Regions from separate parts of the Athene noctua genome. Here region 2 is linked to region 1. A link is a contact called in public Hi-C data. All regions are on one chromosome and are shown on one strand. The core of a region is the stretch at or near the end of the contact, and the rest is flanking DNA. Distances in the headings are between cores, read along the strand shown.

The links. Hi-C and Micro-C count contacts between places; a contact is called where the count stands out from the background.
Region 2: a contact with region 1 is called in a Hi-C map of liver, with 12 times the contacts expected there. The contact joins the promoter of VCPIP1 here to the promoter of COPS5 in region 1. A contact is called at or near these places in 2 of 2 Hi-C or Micro-C datasets (heart and liver).

Annotation. Positions count from the first base shown.
Region 1 is chr2:38,391,940-38,396,777 of bAthNoc1.hap1.1, forward strand. It overlaps COPS5 (COP9 signalosome subunit 5), which reads left to right and starts at 2,495. Exons shown (of 8, transcript XM_074898866.1): 1 at 2,495-2,906; 2 at 3,014-3,248. The coding sequence starts at 2,746. CSPP1 (centrosome and spindle pole associated protein 1) reads right to left here and starts at 1,636. Exons shown (of 32, transcript XM_074898864.1): 1 at 1,296-1,636. The coding sequence starts at 1,362.
Region 2 is chr2:38,558,643-38,563,300 of bAthNoc1.hap1.1, forward strand. VCPIP1 (valosin containing protein interacting protein 1) reads left to right here and starts at 1,706. Exons shown (of 3, transcript XM_074898878.1): 1 at 1,706-4,578. The coding sequence starts at 1,872.

The sequences.
Region 1 (4,838 bases), core at 1,245-3,744:
AATATAAAAAAATAAACAGCATAAAAGAATCATTAGACAAAAAAGTAAAAAAAGTGCAAAATACACATATACTCTAAAATAAGGACCAAATCTGTGCTTTAACTTACTACCATGAGAAGTCTTAAAATTCATCAGGCTTATTCAAAAAATCACACCAAAAAAAAAAAAAAAAAATCACAAAAAAACCACCCCACAAAACACAAAATAGATGCAAAGCGTTTCTGGAGTTGAAGCCTACAGCGGATCATTACCTCCTGTACCAATAAAATAGCAGAGGCAATAGAAGAGCTACAATTCTGCAATAAATGTAAAATCGTGGGTATCAGGCAGCATTGACTTGCAATCAGACAAGCCACTCATCTGTAAGAAAACATGTACTGAGGAACAGCTGATTACCTCTCTTCTGTTAGTTGTTCATTTTGCATATATAACTGAAAGCCCTTCAGAGCAGAAATTTTAGCATTTTATTTGTGCTATTTATTGTATATTACTGCTCCTAGAAAATCTCATAATTAAAGTCCATCAAATTAATGACAATGGAACTGTACAGAAGTTAAGGCACACATTCAGGCTTTGAGTGTTCTTTGTTAGGACAGTCTTATCAGAACTAAAAATACCGCAAAGCTGCATACTAAGTAACCATAGAAAGAAGACAGACAAAAAGAAAAAGAGCGACTGCATACAAGCCTACTCATCCTAATCTCCACGCAGCATTTTCACCAACTCCAGTGGAGAAGCTTTGCAAAACCAAGCCCACAGATAAAAAAAATATTATATAAATATATGTTATATTCCACACCTAAAGGAAGCATGAAATCGAGAAGAAAATTATGACCCTCAAATCCCTCATGCTTGACGTATTCTTTAAAATGTATTCCTTTAATTTTTTTCTCTTACAGTAATGCCATTTTTTGATGTATAATGTAAAACTATAATATTGTTACAAAGGAGGCAGAATTAGGACAACCTATTTACAACTCCTAGTGGTAATACAGGACAATCAATTCCAAAAATAAGTTTCCCCATCTGATTTGTCCTAAATCTTTAATCTCATTAGTTTTACACACTGATAAAGTATAAAAGAAGCCTAAAAAACTGATGCATTTTATTTAGCCTAGTGTGTTACATAAGAATAATGAAAAAACTGTTCTGAATGGCTGAAACAACTTGTCATACTAAAGAATATAAAAGGTGATCTCATCACCTATTCAGTGCTGCATAGTCAGCAAAGGAAAAGTTACTGCACTGTGAGATGCCTTTCCAGAAGCTCACTGACTAAAATCTGTATGTCTTACCTCTATTTACATTTATAAACTCTAGAACAGTCAGCACTGGCTGCTTCTCTACCCCTGTGAATGGCATTTAGAATAAACTCTTGCGGTCAGAAACATGACTCCTGCACCTTTCACCTTCGTTTCAATTCTTGTCTGAAAAAGCACGAAAAATTCCAGGGTCTCGACGTGCACAATTAATAAACTCTGACTAGAACAACACGACTTTTTCATAACTGTGAAGGCAATTAAACCCCAAAACAACAGACCAACAAGTTGTGCGAGTTACTTCCCCTCGCCATAAGGATATACTGCTTTTCCGGAACACGTACTACGGCCCAAAAACAACAAAAAAGACATTCATTTCGGAAAACCTTCAGCGTCAGGAGAGCAGATTTATTTCTCCAAGCGTTACAGCCCAGGGAAGCGCCCCGGCCGCGGCCTGCACCCCCACCTCTCCACCTCCCCCCTCGGCAGCATTTCCCAGGCAGCCGCGGAGGCACCGACCCCTCCTCGGGCCAGGTGTGGGGCGCGGTGGCGGGCGGGCGGCCGAGGGCTGCGGGCCGGGCGGGGAGGCGGCACTCCGGCCTCGGCGCCTTTAAGCAGCGCGGCGCCGTTGTCAGGCAACGGCCGCACAACAAACGGCTCCCACCGGAAGGTCTCGCGGGCCTCCGCTGCCCCAACCCCCCCACCCGCGGGGACACTCGGCACCGTAGCCCGGGCCCCGGCCGGCGCGCCCCGGCCCCGGCCCGCTCCCTGCGCCGCCTCCCGGGCCCGTCCCGTTCCCCTGCGAGCCGCCCCCGTCCCGCCCGCCGCAGGGGAGAGCGGGAGGGCCCGGGCTGTGAACAGGATGGCCGCTCGGCCTCCGCGCGGCGGGGCCAGCGGACCGGGCCGCGGGGGGAGGCCTCCGGGGCGCCGTCTATCCGTCCGCCCGTCCGTCCCTCCCGCCCAGCTCACCGGCGGCCGCAGCTCTCTCCGCGTCCCGCGCGCGCGTTACCGCCTCCCCGGAAACCGGCGGGCGGCGCCGAACAGCGCCCCCTGCTGCTCGGGAGGGCGGCGCAACGCGACCCGCGCACCCCGGGGCCACCCCGGCGCGGCTTTAACCGGTGAAAGGGAGCGGAGCGGAGCGGAGCGGAGTGGGGCGGGGCGGGAGGCGGCGGCGCTCTCCCCTCAGCGGGGGTCTTCGCGGGGCGCTCCCGGTGAAACACCGCTCGGCCGGGCGGGCGGGTTGCGGCGAGGAGGGCGGACGCGCTGTGACCGCGGAAAGGCGCCGCACGCTCTAACCCGAGGGCGCCGGGCGGCTCCGCGGTGACCCGCCGCCTCGGCTCGGCCGCGGTACGGCGCGGCGCAGCGCCGGCCGCCCCCACTGGGGGCGCAGTGCCGGCATCCCCGGGCCTGCGCGGACCGTACCACCTCCCCCCGCCACCCCCCGCCGCCTCGCGTTGGTTCCGCCGGCGGCCCGGTGCGGCGGGCGATGGCGGCGGCGGCGGGGAGCGGCGCCTCCGGGAGCGGGATGGCGCAGAAGACGTGGGAGTTGGCCAACAACATGCAGGAGGCGCAGAGCATCGACGAGATCTACAAGTACGACCGCAAGCAGCAGCAGGAGATCCTGGCGGCCAAGCCCTGGACCAAGGAGTGAGTGCGAACCGGGCCGGGAGGGGCGGGCGGTGCGGGCCTGGGGCGCGGGCCGGGCCGGGCGGCGGGGCCGGCCCTGATGCTTTCCGCGGCCTCTCTCGTCGTAGCCACCATTACTTCAAATACTGCAAGATCTCGGCGCTGGCGCTCCTGAAGATGGTGATGCACGCCAGGTCAGGGGGCAACCTGGAGGTGATGGGGCTCATGCTGGGCAAGGTGGACGGGGAAACCATGATCATCATGGACAGCTTCGCCCTGCCCGTGGAGGGCACCGAGACTCGCGTCAACGCTCAGGCGGCCGCCTACGAGTACATGGCAGCGTACATTGAAAACGCAAAGCAGGTACGGAGAAGGGGCAGGGGGTGTTTCTCTCCCTCCACGGTGTGGCTGCGGATCTTCTCAGTTCGTCGTGCAGGAACGTGTTCTGGGGTGTGCAGGCTTCCCCGCCTCCACCCCTCCCACAGAGATAAAGTGGCTGCCCTGTTTGTTCACAGGCATGGTGGCTAAGAGAACTGTGTCAGCAGCAACCCCTTTTAACATTTTCACATACATACTTCCATGTCTTACGGTAGGTCATCAAGTACTGGATTCTCCTTTCCATCATAAGTGATTTTTATTGCTCAGGAGGTGTTTTTCTGGCTGCAGCTGGTGGTTTGCGGCCAGACACAAGTGTGTTTCTACAATAACTGGTATAATACATGTTTCTAAAAACAGTAAGCAAAATAGCAGATATATATATCTGAGGTACTTACTAGTTGTAAATCAAGAACATAACATTTATTTTTACATTTTTGCTTTCTGAAGTCTTGCTGCATAGCCATGCTGCTGTTTTCTATAAAAACAAAGACATTTGTGAAGAAAATGCCAATAAATAACTTTCAGTGCAACTTTATAATTCATATTTATAATTTAGAAATTTAGACGAACTGACTCAGATGTCTGTTCCCCTTCTTCGTCACCCTGTATTCAGAGATCCATGTCATATTAAGCCTGACTATGCAGTAAAATTCTGGCATGCAGAAGGATGACAGAAATACGAATCTGCTCTGTGAGTGATGTAAAAACTAGCATGGCACATCAGAGGACCTGCTGACATGCTTCTTCCAATACAGTGCAATCCTGTACTATGAGTAAACGTTGAAATAACTCCTCAAGCTAAAATAGTTTTGGAGCCCAGTTTACCCTTTGATTTTTCTTTAATCCTTGGAAGTATTTTAAAGCGGCTAAAATTAGGGGCCCCTTACTTATTCACTGGAGATAACCGAGCAGTATTTGGGTTATTCTGGATTGTTGTACTTCCATCCACAGCCTTGTATACAGTTAGAGATATTTAAATAGATGTGAATTGGGCTGGGCCATACCATCAGAAAAGAGTAAACATAATCCAGAAGTAGGTATATTCTAGGACTGTTTTTTAATAATTCGCCCCCATTTATGAGAAAACTTAGAAATAATTTATTTAATTCCTTTTATCTGGAAACTATTAATGTCATGATATTAATACCATTGTTGCAGAAAAGTAGGTAATGTGAAAAGATGTCTTTACCTAAAGATATATTCATACTATCCAGTTCTTAGGTAGAAATAATGGGTTTCAAAATAGTAAGTATACAGCGTAAAGATAGTATTTTTTATATACAGTTAGTAATCTTATGTTTAAAACTGTCCAGGTTTATGCAGGAGTACTCTGATAGGAAACATTTTTTTCTAGTTGTTTATATTGTACATTTCTGTCTATAGTTGGTTTCACGGTGTTGAAACTGAACTGGTGCTCTGGCAGAGTTTGCATGCTGGCTATTCCCTGTCTGATTTTGGCAAGCAGTTGTTCCTGGAATAACTCTTTTTAATATTAGATTACAAGTTGATCTGTTCTCGTGCATAAGTACTTTACAGGTGCCAATGTTCCAGTTATTTGCTTCTCCATGGGCAGGA
Region 2 (4,658 bases), core at 456-2,955, 170 kb after region 1:
CAAACAGAATTTCTCTGTATGTATTAATCATCTGAGCCTTTATAATTGAAATGTCAGCTGCATAAATTACTTTTCAAGGACTAATGAAAACGAAACATGCTCTTTGTATTGGAAAATACAAGCACAATACATTCTCTGTAATTGTTCTTCTAATTTTAAATCGTTTGGGTGACTAGAGAATAGGTGAGGCCTCGGGAGGTAAACGGCAGGTGTTTGTTTGGTGGAACCAGAATGGTGGAGGGGGGAGGCAGCGGTCATTTTTGCCCTTGTATTTGTATGGCTGGGTGACTCTGGTACTTGGCAATACCCAGTAAGGCGCAACCTTGTCCTCCAAAAGTTCAGCTTTTGTTTTCCTTTATTAAAAGATAAATCTCTATCTGGAAGTGCTTCCAGAGAACTTAAAAAACCTGCGTGCTGACAGTAACCATCCTTGAGCTCTGGGCATTAATACGCTGCCAGCCCACTGTAATTAGGTTGGAAGTTGTGAACATGATTCTCTTTCATTTTTGTGAAGTATCATTTCAGACGGCCACTGGAGATAACGTAAGCACCAGCTCCATTCCCTCATTATCTCCTTATGTAGCACCAACAGGAGGGATCACTTGCGTTAACAAGTCGCTCTCGTGTCTCCTCATGTCTTGTGTCGTCGCTATCGGCAGCTGGCAGCTGGGGAACACCTCCGTTTAGATAGCTCACCTCCCGGAGCAGCAGCCTGACGCAGCTGCTCGGGAAATGAAACCCCACCGAGGGTTTATCGAGCTCCAGAAATCCCGGGGAGGTCAGCGAGCAGGCACGGCGCTGCCGCGGCCGCAGCCCCGCGTTGGCGAGGCCTGGTTGCGGCGGCTGGCGCGAGCAGGCGCTGGGGGCCAGAGCCCGCCCGCCCGCGTCCGCGGGGCAGCGCTGCCGCGGAGGGGCACCCGCCAGGCCCAGGGCGCCCTCGGGGCTCATCCCGGGGCTCACCCCCAGGCACGCAGACCCGCCCCCCGTTCGCAGCAGCGGCGGGGGGGCGCAGGCCGGAGCCCGGCCGCCATGTCGGGCCCCGGCCACCTGCCGGGCCCCGTTCCGTCGGCCCTTTGGCGGCGGCAACTTGTTGGAGCTCGGCCCGGCAGCGCCGTGAGGAGCCGGGGGCCGAGGCCGGGCGGCGCCACCCAGCCCCTCGGCTTCAGGCAGCGCGAGCTGCCGCCTCCCCCGGCTGCCTGCCCGGCGGGACAGGTGACACGGGAGGGAGCCGCGCTCCTGCGGGGGGGGCGCAGTATGAATCTGTCTGCGGGGTCTCACCCGAAGGCAGCGCCCGGCCCCACCCCCGGCCGCAGGAAGCGCAACAAGCCCCCGCCGGGTGCCCTCCCCGCGGCCCGCCCGGCAGCGGCCTACAGCTCCCAGGAGGGCGGCGCGGCCGGCCCGCCCCCGCCCGCCCCCCGCCGCCTGCCCTCACGGGCCCGGTAGTCTCCGCGCCCTCCCCGCTCCCTTCCTCGCGCCGGGCCGTGGCGGCGGCCGAGACTACGAGTCCCGAGCGCCCCCGCGGCGCCGCGCCTGCGCCGCCGGCGTGGAAGTGCGAGAGGCCGTTGCGTTGCGGGCAACGGCTGAGGCAGCGAAGAGGCTGTAAGCGGCGGCGCCGGCGCCGGCGGCTTCCGCGTTTGCCGGGTGCTGGGGGGGGGGCCGGGCAGGCGGGCCGGCAGCCGGGCGGGGGTGGGGGCGAGGAGCGGCGGCGGCGGCGGCGGGAGGACGCTCGGTGGATGGGCGGCTGGCGGACGGCGCCGGCATCTGTCAGGCGGTGGCATCTGTCAGGCGCCGGTCTTCAGCCGGGGCGCAGGGGATGAGCCTGTGAGGGCGGAGGAGCGCGAGTGGGGGTGAAGCCCGGCCAGAGCAGAGCCATGTCCCAGCCCCAGCAGCAGCAGCAGCCGCCGCCGCCGCCGCCGCCGTCTCCTCAGCAGCAGCCGCAGCCGCCGCCTCCGGCCGCCTCCAAGAAGCGGGACCGGCGCATCTTCTCGGGCACCTGCCCCGACCCCAAATGCCAGGCGCGGCTCTTCTTCCCGGCCCACGGGCCGCAGAGCAGCGGCAGCATCGAGTGCACGGACTGCGGGCAGCGCCACGAGCAGCGGCAGCTGCTGGCCGTGGAGGAGGTGACCGACCCCGACCTGGTGCTGCACAACCTGCTGCGAAACGCACTGCTGGGCGTCAGCGGGGCCGGCCCGCCCCGCAGGAACACCGAGCTCGTCAAAGTCATGGGCCTCTCCAACTACCACTGCAAGCTCCTCGCCCCCATCCTGGCCCGCTATGGTATGGATAAGCAGACCGGCAAAGCCAAGCTCCTCACGGAGATGAACCAGGGAGACATCTTTGACTGCTCCCTCTTGGGTGACCGCGCCTTCCTCATTGAGCCGGAGCACGTCGAAACCATCGGTTATGGGAAGGACCGCTCTGGCAGCCTCATCTACCTGCATGACACCCTGGAAGACATCAAGAAGGCCAACAACAGTCAGGAGTGCCTCATTCCTGTCCATGTGGATGGAGATGGCCACTGCCTCGTCCACGCAGTCTCGCGGGCGCTTGTTGGCAGGGAACTGTTCTGGCATGCTTTGCGAGAGAATCTAAAGAAGCATTTTGAGGAGAATCTGAGTCACTACAAAGCGCTTTTCCATGACTTTATTGATGCAGCGGAGTGGGAGGACATTATCAACGAATGTGACCCTTTGTTTGTTCCTCCAGAAGGCGTGCCAATGGGCCTTAGGAATATTCACATCTTTGGTCTGGCCAATGTGCTTCACCGGCCTATCATCCTGTTAGACTCCTTAAGTGGGATGCGAAGCTCTGGAGATTATTCAGCGACATTCCTCCCTGGTCTGATACCCCTTGAAAAATGCATGGGAAAAGATGGCATGTTGAACAAGCCAATCTGCATTGCATGGAGTAGCTCAGGACGTAACCATTATATTCCTCTGGTTGGAATAAAAGGTGCTGCTTTACCTAAACTGCCTAGGAAGCTCCTTCCTAAAGCCTGGGGAGTTCCTCAAGACCTCATCAAAAAGTACATCAAGTTAGAGGAGGATGGTGGTTGTGTCATTGGAGGAGACAGAAGTTTGCAGGATAAGTACTTGATGAGGCTCGTTGCTGCAATGGAGGAGGTTTTCATGAGTAAACATGGTATCCATCCCAGTCTCGTAGCTGATGTACATCAGTATTTCTACAGAAGGACTGGTGTAATAGGAGTCCAACCTGAAGAAGTCACTGCAGCTGCCAAAAAAGCAGTGATGGACAACCGCCTTCACAGGTGCCTCATCTGTGGGGCCCTTTCAGAGCATCACGTTCCTCCAGAGTGGCTGGCTCCTGGGGGGAAACTATATAACCTGGCAAAAAGTACCCACGGCCAATTAAGGCCTGACAAAAATTACAGTTTTCCCCTGAACAGTTTGGTGTGTTCTTACAACCCTGCAAAGGATGTGCTGGTACCAGACTACAGCCTGAGTAGTTTGACTGCTTGTAACTGGTGTCATGGTAACTTAGTGCGTCGCGTCAGAGAAGATGGATCTGTTTTGTATTTGGATGGAGACAGAACTAATACTAGGTCCACAGGTGGCAAATGTGGCTGTGGGTTCAAGCACTACTGGGAAGGTAAAGAATACGACAATCTCCCTGAAGCTTTTCCTATTACTCTAGAGTGGGGTGGAAGAGTAGTGAGAGAGACAGTCTACTGGTTCCAGTATGAAAGTGACACATCTCTGAACAGCAATGTGTACGACGTCGCCATGAAACTTGTTACCAAGCACTTCCCTGGTGAATTTGGTAGTGAGATTCTTGTTCAGAAAGTTGTCAACACGATACTGCATCAGACTGCCAAAAAGAACCCTGATGATTATACCCCTGTAAATATTGACGGTGCTCACGCCCAAAGAGCTGATGATGTACAGCAAGGACAAGAGTTAGAGTCGCAACTTCCAACCAAAATTATTTTGACTGGACAGAAGACAAAAACTTTGCACAAGGAGGAGCTGAATATGAGCAAAGCTGAAAGAACTATTCAGCAGAACATTGCAGACCAGGCTTCTGTAATGCAAAAACGGAAAAGTGAAAAATTGAAACAAGAGCATAAAGGGCAGCCTAGGACTGCTTCTCCCAGTGCTGTTCGTGAGGGGCCATCATCTGCACCTGCTACACCAACAAAGACCCCGTATTCTCCAACATCTACAAAAGAAAAGAAGATTCGAATAACCACAAATGATGGGAGGCAGTCAATGCTTACCCTGAAGTGCACTACCACCTTCTTGGAACTACAGGAAAGCATAGCGAGAGAATTTAATATTCCCCCATATTTGCAATGTATTCGCTATGGCTTTCCTCCTAAAGAGCTTCTGCCTCCCAAAGAAGGCATGGAAAACGAGCCCGTTCCCTTGCAGCATGGTGACAGAATTGCAATAGAAATCCTGAAAGGTAAGGAGGAAGGCAGGCAGTCTGCTTCAGCACACTCGGCCCATGCCGTGAAGCACGAAGACGTTGCTGTGACTAGTAAAATCTCATCAAAGGAACTGCAAGAGCAAGTCGATAAGGAGATGTATTCTCTCTGTCTTCTAGCAACGCTAATGGGTAAGGCTGACTTCGAGTTTTAAATTGTATTTTTAAGTAGAAGCTAACACTTTACAAACTAGTTACATACGTATCTTTTT